Linked DNA regions of Hordeum vulgare: region 2 is linked to region 1. The links are chromatin contacts, called in public Hi-C maps. All regions are on one chromosome and are shown on one strand. The core of a region is the stretch at or near the end of the contact, and the rest is flanking DNA. Distances in the headings are between cores, read along the strand shown. Region 1 holds the start of LOC123426956 (probable inactive ATP-dependent zinc metalloprotease FTSHI 3, chloroplastic). Region 2 holds the start of LOC123426958 (agmatine deiminase).

Evidence for each region. A called contact is a pair of places that touch in the nucleus more often than the background predicts.
Region 2: a Hi-C map of seedling shows a contact between it and region 1, with 3 times the contacts expected there. The contact joins the promoter of LOC123426958 here to the promoter of LOC123426956 in region 1. A contact is called at or near these places in 3 of 6 Hi-C or Micro-C datasets (leaf and seedling).

What each region holds. Positions count from the first base shown.
Region 1 is chr2H:517,449,215-517,455,679 of MorexV3_pseudomolecules_assembly, forward strand. It overlaps LOC123426956 (probable inactive ATP-dependent zinc metalloprotease FTSHI 3, chloroplastic), which reads right to left and starts at 4,969. Exons shown (of 5, transcript XM_045110877.1): 1 at 3,831-4,969; 2 at 2,380-2,703; 3 at 1,999-2,299; 4 at 1,385-1,596. The coding sequence starts at 4,736. The coding sequence ends at 1,400. LOC123426957 reads right to left here and starts at 1,378. Exons shown (of 1, transcript XM_045110878.1): 1 at 1-1,378. The coding sequence starts at 565. The coding sequence ends at 335.
Region 2 is chr2H:517,692,624-517,698,414 of MorexV3_pseudomolecules_assembly, forward strand. It overlaps LOC123426958 (agmatine deiminase), which reads left to right and starts at 1,517. Exons shown (of 10, transcript XM_045110879.1): 1 at 1,517-1,748; 2 at 4,097-4,210; 3 at 4,302-4,397; 4 at 4,472-4,556; 5 at 4,875-4,930; 6 at 5,026-5,104; 7 at 5,193-5,327; 8 at 5,418-5,653; 9 at 5,724-5,791. The coding sequence starts at 1,656.

The DNA.
Region 1 (6,465 bases), core at 3,719-6,218:
TTTCCAGTTGTCCATATATGTATACAAGCGAGAGCAGCTTGTGCTATAGAAACATACATGGTTTCATTAAATTCCTTATCATCTCTTGTGCTGCAATTATTCGACACACCACTTATGAACGTACTACTACGTAGTTACACACAGTGCACACCAAAGATATAACATAGCATACCAACACAGTTGATATGTCTACTTAATACCAGCTCATCGGGAAGCTAGCTAGGCACATACGCGCTAGCTCCCGACAGATCGATCTTATTTCCTGTATGCAATAACCTGGACGTACTCCCTAGATGGGCATGTGCGTACATGTATAGGTGGCGGCAGCTGGTGTTCAGGCCACGAGGCTCCTCTGGTGGAAGCTGGCGATGAAGTCGGCAGCCTTCTGGTCGACGTCGCGCTCGCCGACCCACCACCCGGAGTCCTCGTCGCTGGACCTGACCTTGTGCAGCCCCAGCGCCGGCGGCTGCTCCCAGTCGCTATCCTCGTCGTCGACGTAGGCGTACCGCCTCGACCTCCGTGAGAAGCTGAATATGGCGCAGAAGAACGACGACCTCCTTCCCATATACTGGTGCTACCTCTTGTTAATTAAGTTTAGTGTATGTGATGATTAGCTAGCTAGCTAATCAGTGGTTGGAGAGTGGCTGTCTGGCTTGTGCTCAAGGAATGTGAGAAGAGGCCACCCTCTATTTATAGGCTGGAGAAGCCTTGCATGGCATGGCATGGTGGCTTGCGCGTGTCTGTGTGAGCGCAGGAAAGAGCTAGCCCTAGTCTGGTGGTTAGGGTTCTTCAGGTTCTCGACCACTAAAGGCGCCCTATCAGGGAGATAGAGACCGGACGGACCGGATTTCTGCGACCCGATCAAGATAGGGATCGAACCGTCCGGATTACAGGATGTGATAAGATGCTAAAGCACGGTCGTACACGATATTGTGGTTGGTAAAACACTAAGAAAGTCTTTGCAAGGAAAAGTAGTTTTGAGCTCGATCCCTCCTAGAGAGAAAATATACGTATCGCTCGACCCATTCTACTACCTACGTACGTTCGAATCTCTCTGTGTAAACATTTTTATAATCTGCCCATGTGTCTCCGCTAATTATCATGATCATGCACCACAAGTTAGAACTAGTTTTTTTTTTCAAAATCTTCTCAAAAAGTTTGATCATGATAACCCCTTTCCCCATAGAAATAGACCCGGGGCAAGTCGATTGTATTCTGTGTAAGGCAGCAGCAGGACACCAAAATGAAACAACTTTGAATTAACACTGTATTTTGGCTCCTTTAGCATATATATAGAAGGTCATCAGTTTGTCAAGCTACTTATAGGATTTAAAAGGAAAAGTCCGATGAACAAAATCATCAAAAGGGGCAAATTTGCGGATACCTTGACAAACTCCAGTTAGCTTAACGTATGATACCCCATAAGTCCTTGAAAATCATCTGGATTTGATGGTTTATTTCCAGATTTAGGTAACCATGGAAATAGCTTGGTAAGGCCTTCTCTTGCAGAATCAGGACCCTTTTGTCTACCATTGACCCCATATTTTTCCCTCTCAATGGCATCCATTATATCCTCCCGAGCCACAATATCGCCACCTTGACAGAACACAATCATCCTCAGAATCTTGCAATAATATAACTTCTTAATTATCATACATTTCATCAACTTAACCATTTTACAAGACAACTCTCTTTCCAAAACATGGGAAATAGACAAAACAGAAATGCAGGTAATTATAATTTCTCAGTAATAAATTAGAACATGGTGGAGTCAAACTGACAAAAGAATGCACTAGCAGTTATAGAGGAATCACAAATCTTGCCCTGTTCCACTGAACATGGACCACGAAATTGCAGGTTTTACACTTTGGAACAACCATTTCTTAATAAAACGATACTGAAATTCCCTTGCAACAAATATGATACTTTAAGCATAAGGAACCAATTGACTTGCTCTAGGTCTTATGTATCTGATGATATAAGATGACTTTAACTTACCTCTTCGAGCAGCTAGTAGAGCAGCCTCATTAACAATGTTTGCTAGATCTGCACCAACCAATCCTGGGGTCACATTAGCAACCAGATCACAAATTATTTCGGAATCCTCTTCTAAAGGAACTTTTCTGAGATGAACAGCCAAAATCTTTCTGCGGCCCTCCAAATCAGGCACACCAACAAAAACCTTTCTTGAGAAGCGACCAGGCCGACAAAGAGCAGAATCCAGAGCCTTAGGTCTATTAGTAGCAGCCATGACAATAACTTTCACGTCCGAGTCAAAACCATCCATTTCTGTAAGCAGCTAGACAAAGAAATAATATGTTCGTCAGTTAATAAGATTTCACAAAGAAAATAGAACGTAGTAAGAGAGCTAAATCACACCTGATTTAGGGTTTGGTCCCTCTCATCATTAAAACTTCTACCTCTGCTTCCACCAACAGCATCAAGTTCGTCAATAAAAATGATTGACGGAGCAGCTTCTTTGGCTTCCTTGAACAAATCCCTTACACGGGCTGCTCCTCTTCCAACAAACATTTCAACAAATTCACTTGCAGAAACAGAGAAGAATGGAATTCCAGCCTCTCCTGCAACTGCCTTCGCCAGCAAAGTTTTCCCGGTTCCAGGAGGGCCAGCAAGCAGAACACCCCTGGGTAATCTCGCTCCTAGCTTCTTGTAGTTCAGTGAACCACGCAAACAGCTCACTATCTACATTAAGAAATTATCATAGTGTATAACAGTTTATGAGCCTTGTATTGATATGAAGTCAATAGAAGTACATAACTAACTCCCGCATGAAGAACTAAAAACAAGACATCGGCTAAAACAAATATAATTCCTAGCATCAAAAAGCTTCAGCAGTCAATACCACAGAATCCATAGATACAAATTACTCCAGTCAGCAGATTTTCATCCGGGTTACTCCATTTAGCATCAGTTTTGCTGTTTTTTACCCCTTTAAAATATCGAAGAGGTGTGTCCCTGTAGGAATGCAAATTTGGAACCTTTAGGGCACCCTCCGGCTCTTAGTTCAACCAAATGAACTAAATTTTCAAAAGTGATGTAAATTCTGAAAGTTTAGTTCATTTAGTTGAACTGAGGAGGGTCAGGGGGTACCCTCAAGGTTCCAAATCTGCATCTAGATGTCCCGGGTGTTGGGTACACGTAACGTGCCATGGCATGGTTTTCCTTCTGGATTTTTTTTCTTACGCACGAACGGGTCGAATGGCATAGTCAGACACAGATTTTTTCTCGTGGTCGTCAGGTGTACATATGTACCATATCCTGCAGTTCGTTTTGCTAAACATTTAATGATGTATTCATATTCCAGACATGCTCGTGCCATTTTTCTTGAAACAAGGCTTTGTCAAATAAAAGGGAGCAAACATACGATTTCCTACAGGAACCACATTGTAGTCCAGCAACAAGTCAATAAGGCAAGCAGGCTTAAGTGCCATTGCATGATCTTACTTGTGACATTTCTTATTTTCCAAAGTTCCTCCTCATACCCTTAGTATTTGCAGTTTCAATAGATTGCCACAAGTCAGGGAAAGTTTATCTGGCAAGAATAATACCATTTGTGATTGACATATGCAATTGTGAACTCTCGGTCCACCTGGATTTCTATAAATGAGAATCAACAAGATTAGCAAGACCTCGTTCTAAGATCCATGTGTGGGTGGGGCTTGTTATATGGGTGTAATTTTTGTTAATTCCTTTCTTAAACTTGATTGGCATTTTGCTGAATTGCTATGTCAATGCACTCTGTCTATTGTCTACTCGTGAGAATGTCATCAACATCACAGAAAACAATCAAGTAGAGAGGCCATATTCACCTCGACAAGCTCCTCCTTGGCTTCATCCACGCCCTGGACATCGTCAAACCCCACCTGCTGCTTCCTGGGCCGGCGGCGCTTGTCCGCGTTGCCCCCAGACGACATCTGCCTCTGCAAGAACCACATCATCGGCAGCAATGAGAACCACAGCGTGAGCAGCGTGGTCAGCATGTCCACCAGCAGCCTCCCCGCCGGCCGTGGAGCAGACCGGTAGTCCACCCCGCCCTCCCGCATCAGCCCTAGCAGGAAGCCCTCGTCGTGCGGCACCCTCCTCGCGTAGTACGGCCACTTCGGCACGGCGGCGCCCCTGCCGGTCTCGCGCTCGTCCTCGCCGCTGCCGGCGTCCTCGGCCTTGCTGAAGTAGATGCGGCGCGAGTCCTCCTCGAACGCGACGGCGGTCACGGCGCCCGCGCGCAGCCCCGCCAGGAGGTCCGCGTAGGCCACCTCCTGGGCCGGGTTTTTGGGCAGCGTGAGCCGCGCGGCGAGCAGGAGGGCCCCCAGGACGACCGACGCGACCGCAGGCGGCGGCACGCGACGGATGGCCCGCCGCAACGCCGCCACGGCGTCGCCGGCGAGCTCCCGCGGCGACAGAAGCCGCAGGAGACGCCACCGCAGCACCCGCAGCCGCGGCCTGAGCCGCAGGCGCCGCCGCAGGCTCTTGGGCTGGTCCGTGCGGAGCCCCAAATCGGCGCCCTTGTCCTTCTCCACCTCGCCGACCTTGGCACGTACCGGGCTCCTCCGCCGCAGCCGCAGCCTCGTGCAGCGCCCGGCGTTAGGCACTCCGCCGCAGCATCCATAGCTCTCGCTCTCGGCGAAGCAGCTCCGGGAAGAAGTGGGGTGGCTGAAGCAGACGTGGTGCCGCAGGAGAGAGGCGGCGGCAGCGGATAAGGGGGGAAGGGACGCCATTGGAGCCACGTACTCCCTCCTAGCTCAGTTCGTTACCGCCATTCGATCGGACAGAGGTCGCGCGGGATGCGCGCACGGGGTGTTCGAGGGAATTCCTCTCCCAGAAGAAGTGGCGTGTTGCCGGCTTGGCCTGGTGATGATTCGTGGACGGAGACGGAGAGGACCATAGCCGAACAGATTTATTTATTTTTATCCGGGAAATTGCTGGTCGTGGGCTTTCTATCTACTGCTCTGCTTGTTATGGATCCAGTCCGGATGAGGTTGGACAGAGCCCTCCTTTTCTCTGTTTCTTTTCTATTTTTGTCTATTATACTTTCAAATATTCTAAATATGTATATTGCAAGAAAAACTTTGCATAAAACATTTTCAAAAATGTTAATCAAGCATTAGATAAATATTAAATGTGCATATAAAAAATATTTCTTTTGTATATGAAAAATATACAATATGTATGACATAAGTTGAACATGTATTCAAAAAATTGTAAATAAAGTATCTTCAAAATTTAATCAAGCATTTGATAAATTTAAATGATTATAGAGAGAATATGTGTCACGTATACAAAAAATACAATGTGAATGAAAAACAATACCAATCATGTATTTTAAAAATCGTCAAGTGTATAACAAATACTCTTGGTGTATATAAAAAATGTCCAACGTAAATTAAATAAAATTATACATCAAAAAACATATTTTTTCAGATATATTTTTAGTAAAATGTTAAAAAAGTATATAAAATGTTCCTGATGCATGTGAAAAATGTGCATTATGTGTGACAAACGCTTATTGTCATTAAAAAAATTCAATGTGTATTGAAAAATGTTGACTTTGTATTCAAAAAAGTAAATATTGTATTTGAAAAACATAAATATGTATTAAATATATACAACAAATATAAAACATGTATGAAAAAAGTAGACATCAACAATATTAGTTTAAAATGTAAATCTTCTATTTCAAAAATATTTAATATGTATATAAAATATGTTTATGATATCTACAAAAAAAGTTGTACGTGTTCTAAAAACAGTTGACATGTGTTGAACAAAAGGAAATCGATAAAAATCAACAAAGTAAACCAATAAAAATTCAAAATAAAAATATCATAAAATCAATGCAAAAGAATGAAAACCGATAATGAAACAAAAAAAGTGCAAAACCGCTGAAAATCAAGGAAGAAACAAAAAAATGAGAAAAAAGAAGAAACAGTGAAACGGAGCAAAAAACAACGTAAAACGAATAAAAAGAAAGAAAAAATGAGTGCCAACCATGAAAGAAACTAAGAAAACCGGTGAAAACAAAGAACAACAGAAAACCGAACACAACCAATGAAGAAACAGAAAAGAAAAAGAAGGCACCGCAACGGGCGTGCCTCTCGTGAAGGCAAAAACGCGCCTTTCGCGGAAGCAAAATTGTGGCTCTTTCAAAAAAAAATATCAAAAAACGTGTTTTTTTTTTCCTTTCTGAAAGGCACAGGCGTGCCTCTTGCGGAAGCAAAATCGTGTCTCTCGCAAAAAAAACAGAAAACGAGTTTTTCGCGTAAAAGAGAAGAAAACACTTTTTTCGCGTTTTTCCATCCAAAGGTTACGAAAGATCGGTGAAAACCCGTAATACCAAAAAAAATGAAAAAAACATTCAAAAAAGACGAAAACGCGTGCGAAAAATAAAAATAAAATCCAAAGGGAACACTCTGAACGCGACACGTGGCGGCGGGTAGAAACGCGCCA
Region 2 (5,791 bases), core at 267-2,766, 240 kb after region 1:
ATTCCCAAGGCGCCGACGAGGAAGAGGACTTGTTTGCTGACGGCTCCCAGGTCGGCAACTACTCCCCACCGATTCGTGCGGCTGCTGCTCCGTTTCGTGCTCCGGCGGCTGGAGGCTTCTCTCCGCGCGTGGGTGGCCTGGGCGCGGCGATTGGAGGCATGGGCGCGGCGGGGACTGGAGGTCTGGGCGCGGCGACTGGAGGCCTAGGTGCGGCCCCGACCTTCCTCGATCCGCCAGCGCCGGGGGGACTGGACCTGAACTCCGAGGCGGCGGCGTTTCCTACACTGTCGGAGTATCAGCATGTTCTGCAGCCCCAGGAGGCCCCTCCCCATCGACGCAGCGGCAAGCATGTGGTGGCCACGGCTGGACGCGGTCGAGGTGCGGGCCGAGGCGTAGGTGGCCGAGGAACCTCATCCAGCGCCGGCATGCCTCCTCGTCCAGCAAGGTCAGGGGCTGGTCGCGGTGGTGGTGTAGTCAAGCGCGGCAGGTCCCTGACCAATGCCGCAAGCGCTCAGACCGGAGGCCACATTGACCTGGACGACGACGAGGAAGGCTTCTACTGTACCAACTTCAACATGCTCCAGAACTCCGACGAGGAAGAAGACGACTCGGATGAGGTAACATTTGAGTGCTCATGTGTTTCACAATTGCAAAGTATCACATGGTATCGTTTTGTAATCGAGTTGCAATGCATGACAGCGTGGCTTTGATCATGCTAAATGGAATGAACCAAGGCTAGAACTCTTTTTAAAATTAGTCATTCGCGAGATTAGTGACGGGAACCGCCCAAACAATCAACATGATCATAACATGAACGTTTTTCGTGATTGGATAGCGGAAGGACTGCATAGTAGGCAGTAATTGGTATTTGTTCTAGTGTCGAACAATGTAATTTGTATTTGTTAGTGATTTGTATTTGTAGGCATATTTGAAATGGATTTGTATTTGTATTTGTATTTGTATTTGTACGCATATTTGAAATGGATTTGTATTTGTATTTGTACGCATATTTGAAATGGATTTGTAAAATGAAATGGCGGGAATAGAAGAATGGCGGAAAAAAAAACAGAATAAAAAGGTATGGTCAGGTGACTTATAAGTCAGGTGACAACCAAACAGGGGTGACTTATAAGTCACTAGTTTTAAATCACCTGACTTATAAGTCACCTGACTTATTGGAACCAAACAAGGTCTAAAGATGCTCTTAAACAAGCACCACCGACGGTGGGCCCACAAGGTACCCGGGCCCCGCGCTCGAGCGCCCTACCGAAAAAGGCACTCAGGATTCCGAGGAATATTTGCATTCCCATGCCCTGGCCGGTAGCGGCGGGCCCACGCATCAGTAGCCACTGGGCGCTAGACACTTGGGCACCGTGCGGCGCAAAGCCCGTCGCGTGGGCCCAGCCTCTAGCAGCAGCACACGCCCCTGACCCGCCCGCCCGGACCGCCTCACGATCTTTCCACACCCCCACCCTTCCCTTTCCCCTCCCTCCCCCACCCCCACGTCCTACATAAAGCAGACGTCGCGTCGAGGCCCGGGAGGCTCTCCTCCACAGTACCAGCAGTATTCCATTCTCCATCCCCGGATTCCCTCAGATCAGCGCGGCGGAGGATCCAACCAATCCAGGTTCGGCGAGAGCCGAGCCGAGGGGAGGATGGTGAAGGCCATGGCGGGGTGCCCGGCGAAGATGGGCTTCCGGATGCCCGCCGAGTGGGAGCCGCACGAGCAGTGCTGGATGGGCTGGCCCGTAAGTCCTCCCCCTCCTCCTCTTCCTCCCTCCCTCGCCCCATCTCGTCTCGCCAGTCGTGTTCTTCGTTTCCGCCCATCTTTTTTCTGCGATCGCCTGATTCCGATCGAACCGCTCCGTTTAGTGGTCGGGGGAAATGTTTGGCCGCGGCCGCTCGTTGGCCCGGCGAGGTTTGTTCGGCTTCGGCATGGCGCAGCTTCTGCTGTTAGTCCCTGAGACGATGCCGTCTCTCGCCGTCCACCTGTTTGCGGGGTGCGCCGAGATTTGTCCCCGCGTGGCGTTGTTGAATTGAACAAGCAAAAAAGAAGAAAGAAACACCACTCCTGCCTTGACAAACAAATACGCCTGCCCATCTACTCGTACTACGCAACTGTTTTGTCATACTTGTCGCTGACGTGTGGGTCCCGTATCGCTGTGTTTAGTAGGCGAACCGAACAGTGGTCCGTTTTGTTTCAACCAATTACGTGTGCTTGGCATGGCAGCACCAGTTGCCAAGTTGAATTATTGGACCCCCTCTCAAGATTCCTTCTCCAGTGAATCTTGGAACCGGGTCGTCAGTGCTCTACCTGTATAATAGTACTCGTACTATGTTTTGTTTGTACTCAACCACCAACCCCAAGTCAAGTGCGTCCATCCCCTTTCGGTGGTCAGGTAAACTATTCCAACGAATCATGTTCCTCCTTCAGAATAAAAGACAGTGGCGAGAGGTTTATACGTCTCTTCAGAGATTTTACCAGGGACGGAGCAAAATAAGTGAATTTACACTTTAATATATGTTTATATATATTCGTATGTTGTCTTTTAGTAAAACCACTTTAATATATGTTTATATATATTCGTATGTTGTCTTTTAGTAAAACCTTTAAAAAAGCTTATATTTAGGAACGGGGAGAGAGTATATATAAAGTGCTTTTAACTCTTTTACCTATAAAAATAACAACAATTCCTCCCGCTTGTTGTCTTTCTGCCACGCAATTCTACATCTGTGTATGCGTCTCTGTTCGAGTCATGTGGCACAGATATCTCAGTATCTAGTTCCATGACGTGCCTTATCTCCAGTTAGAGAAATATTTGGATGTCTGGCTCAGCCGCACCCCGTTCGTTGGCGGGGCGAGGTATCCGTGCGCGTGCTCCTGATGGCGCGGTGGCGTTTCTCCGCGTGCACTTGTTTGCGTATCCACCGAGATTTGTGACCGCGTGACGCTGTTGAATAAGCAAATACTTCTAGTAACAAATACATATCGCTGCCCACGTACTAGCACCTGTTGTCATACTTCTACTAACAAATACTCCCTCCGTTTCTAAATATAAGTCTTTCTAGGAGTTTCACTAATGGACCACATACGGATGTATATAGACATACTTTAGAGTATAGATTCACTCATTTTGCTTCGTATGTAGACACCTAGTAAAATATCTTAAAAGACTTATATTTAGGTACGGAGGGAGTAAATATGACAACAGGTGCTAGTAGGTGTGCAGCTGGCATGCTGGTCCTGTGTCACAGTGTGGGACAAACCAGAGACCGGTCTGGTTTATTTGAACCAACTATGTGCGCTTGCCATCAGCCATCAGAAGCAGTTACAAAGTTGAATTATTGGACCCCCTACCAAGATTCCTAAACTCTAGTGGAATCTTGGAACCGGGTCAGTACGTAGTATGTTTTATTTGCACTCAACCACGGACCACCAACCCCATGTGCATCAATTGTCTTTTACCTATAGAGAATAACAAAAGATGTGTTGACGCATAGCACTAGACATGACCACAATTCCTTCCCCTTGTTCTCTACCACTCCCTCTGGAACCATGTTACTTGTTGAAGCTGTAGTACAAAGTTGTACACTAAAGCTGCGACAGTTAATATGAGTCGGAGGGAGTAACGTTTCTTTTCCTTCTCATTCTACTACTATTACCCCCTCCCAGAAAACCATCGACTTGGACATGCATAAAGCCAAAATTTCAATATTTTATTATCAATATCTTCAAAAAAAAATCTGGATTAGAAACTTCAGAACCATGTGTAAATTTGTCTTAAAAAGTATTTCCACAATATGCAATTTTTGTTGGGTTTATATAAGCACGCTGCAACTGAAATTAGCATTTAGGTCTTGTGGATGACAAGTTGCGACTGAATAATGATATTTGTTTGAAGTATTCTCAGTGTTGTCATTTAGTATTGTCAATGTTGGCGATGTTCCATTCGTTTTAAGACCAGTAGATCGCTGTGTTAATTTCTTGAAAGGCCTTTGTAGTTTCTTTTTAATATTGTGTATCCTCCTCAGCATATGCCCTGAACAACTTTGAAGTGCATCATCATAATAAACATGCCACTTCTTTGAATCTTAGGAGCGTCCAGACAACTGGCGGGAGCATGCTGGGCCAGCTCGAAAAACATTTGAGAGAACTGCAATTGCCATTTCAAAGTTTGAGCCTGTCACCATTTGTGCAAGTACCAAACAGGTGACATGCTTCACATGAACTATGCTATAAACTGCTGCATGATCATGTGCAATTCAACGGTATTCAGTTTCACATTTTTTGTCTCTGGCAGTATCCTTATGTCCACGAGCTGATGCAACACCAACCAAACATCAGGGTGGTCGAGATGAGCATGAATGATTCCTGGTTCCGTGATACTGGTCCCACTGTGCGTAACTTGATTTTTTCTTATATCCCTTTTTACCATTCTGATTACATGGCTAACATTATCCTCGTTTTTAGTTTATTACCCGTGAAGGCGGATCAGATATAGGACTTTCAGAGCAAACAATAGCGGGGATTGACTGGGAATTTAATGCATGGGGAGGTATGTTGTTTATAAAATTAAAGTATGTATACTTTTTTCAGTGTTTTCTTAGTGGCTATTTTTGTTCGTCTAGTTTAACTCTTTTCTTTGGTAATTATTTGTGTTCATGCAAAACCGAAGTTATCAAATCATGCCAATATCTTAGTAGGAACTTGAGAATGGTTCCATATTTTTTACAGAAGCTGTAGACGGCCTGGTTTGCACTATTAAAACATAGAAGCACAAGTATTTTTTTTAGCAAGACTTTCATGACTTCTCTAGTCAATGTCACCTTCTCCGCACGATGATTTAGCAAGTTCTGATTCTGCTGTCCTGCAGGACTAGGTGGTGGTTGCTTTGATGATTGGAGTCTTGACAGAAGCATTGCCAGGAAGGTAAAGAGTGAAATCCTATTTTAGAACGAACTGATATCTTTTGTTGGTTTCTTTTTGTGCTTAAATTTCTTCCATTTTTTTGTGCTAATTTTCAGATAGTCGAGATTGAGAGGATCCCTTGGTTTGCACACACAATGGTTCTCGAGGGTGGAAGCATTCATGTAGATGGAGAAGGTGGTTGATCTGTCATATTGCTGTTGATGAACAAATGGATTCAGCCTGTCTGGTGTTTTGCTAACGATTCTGTCACATTTTGCAAAAGGTACATGCATTACAACAGAAGAGTGCTTGCTGAATCCTAACAGGAACCCTCACATGACTAAACTAGAGATAGAGAATGAGCTGAAGGATTTTCTTGGAGTCACGAAGATCATTTGGATACCTCTGGGACTACACGGTAACCACAAGAACTATTTCGTCAGTTAAAAGGTTTTCGGTTGCTCACTTGTAGATCCGTTTTTTAAAACTGTAAATAACGATTTTGTAGGTGATGAGGATACAAATGGCCATGTTGACAATTTATGCTGTTTCATCAAACCCGGTGTGATTCTCTTGTCGTGGACCGATGACGAGAACGACCCACAGTACGAGATATCGGTGAAGGCACTATCAGCTCTCACTCAGTCCGTGGATGCGAAAGGGCGGCAGATAGAGGTGGTGAAGATCCACGTGCCAGGGCCTCTGTACATCACGAAGGAAGAGGGGGACGGTGTTCTTGCAACGGTCAGTATTGCTCCATGGGTCCCTGGCGACGCCGATTTGGACCACTTGTAACATTGGGGTTGTGTTTCAGGGGCATGCTGTACCGAGGGTACCGGGCAAGAGATTGGCCGCCTCGTATGTGAACTTGTACCAGGCAAA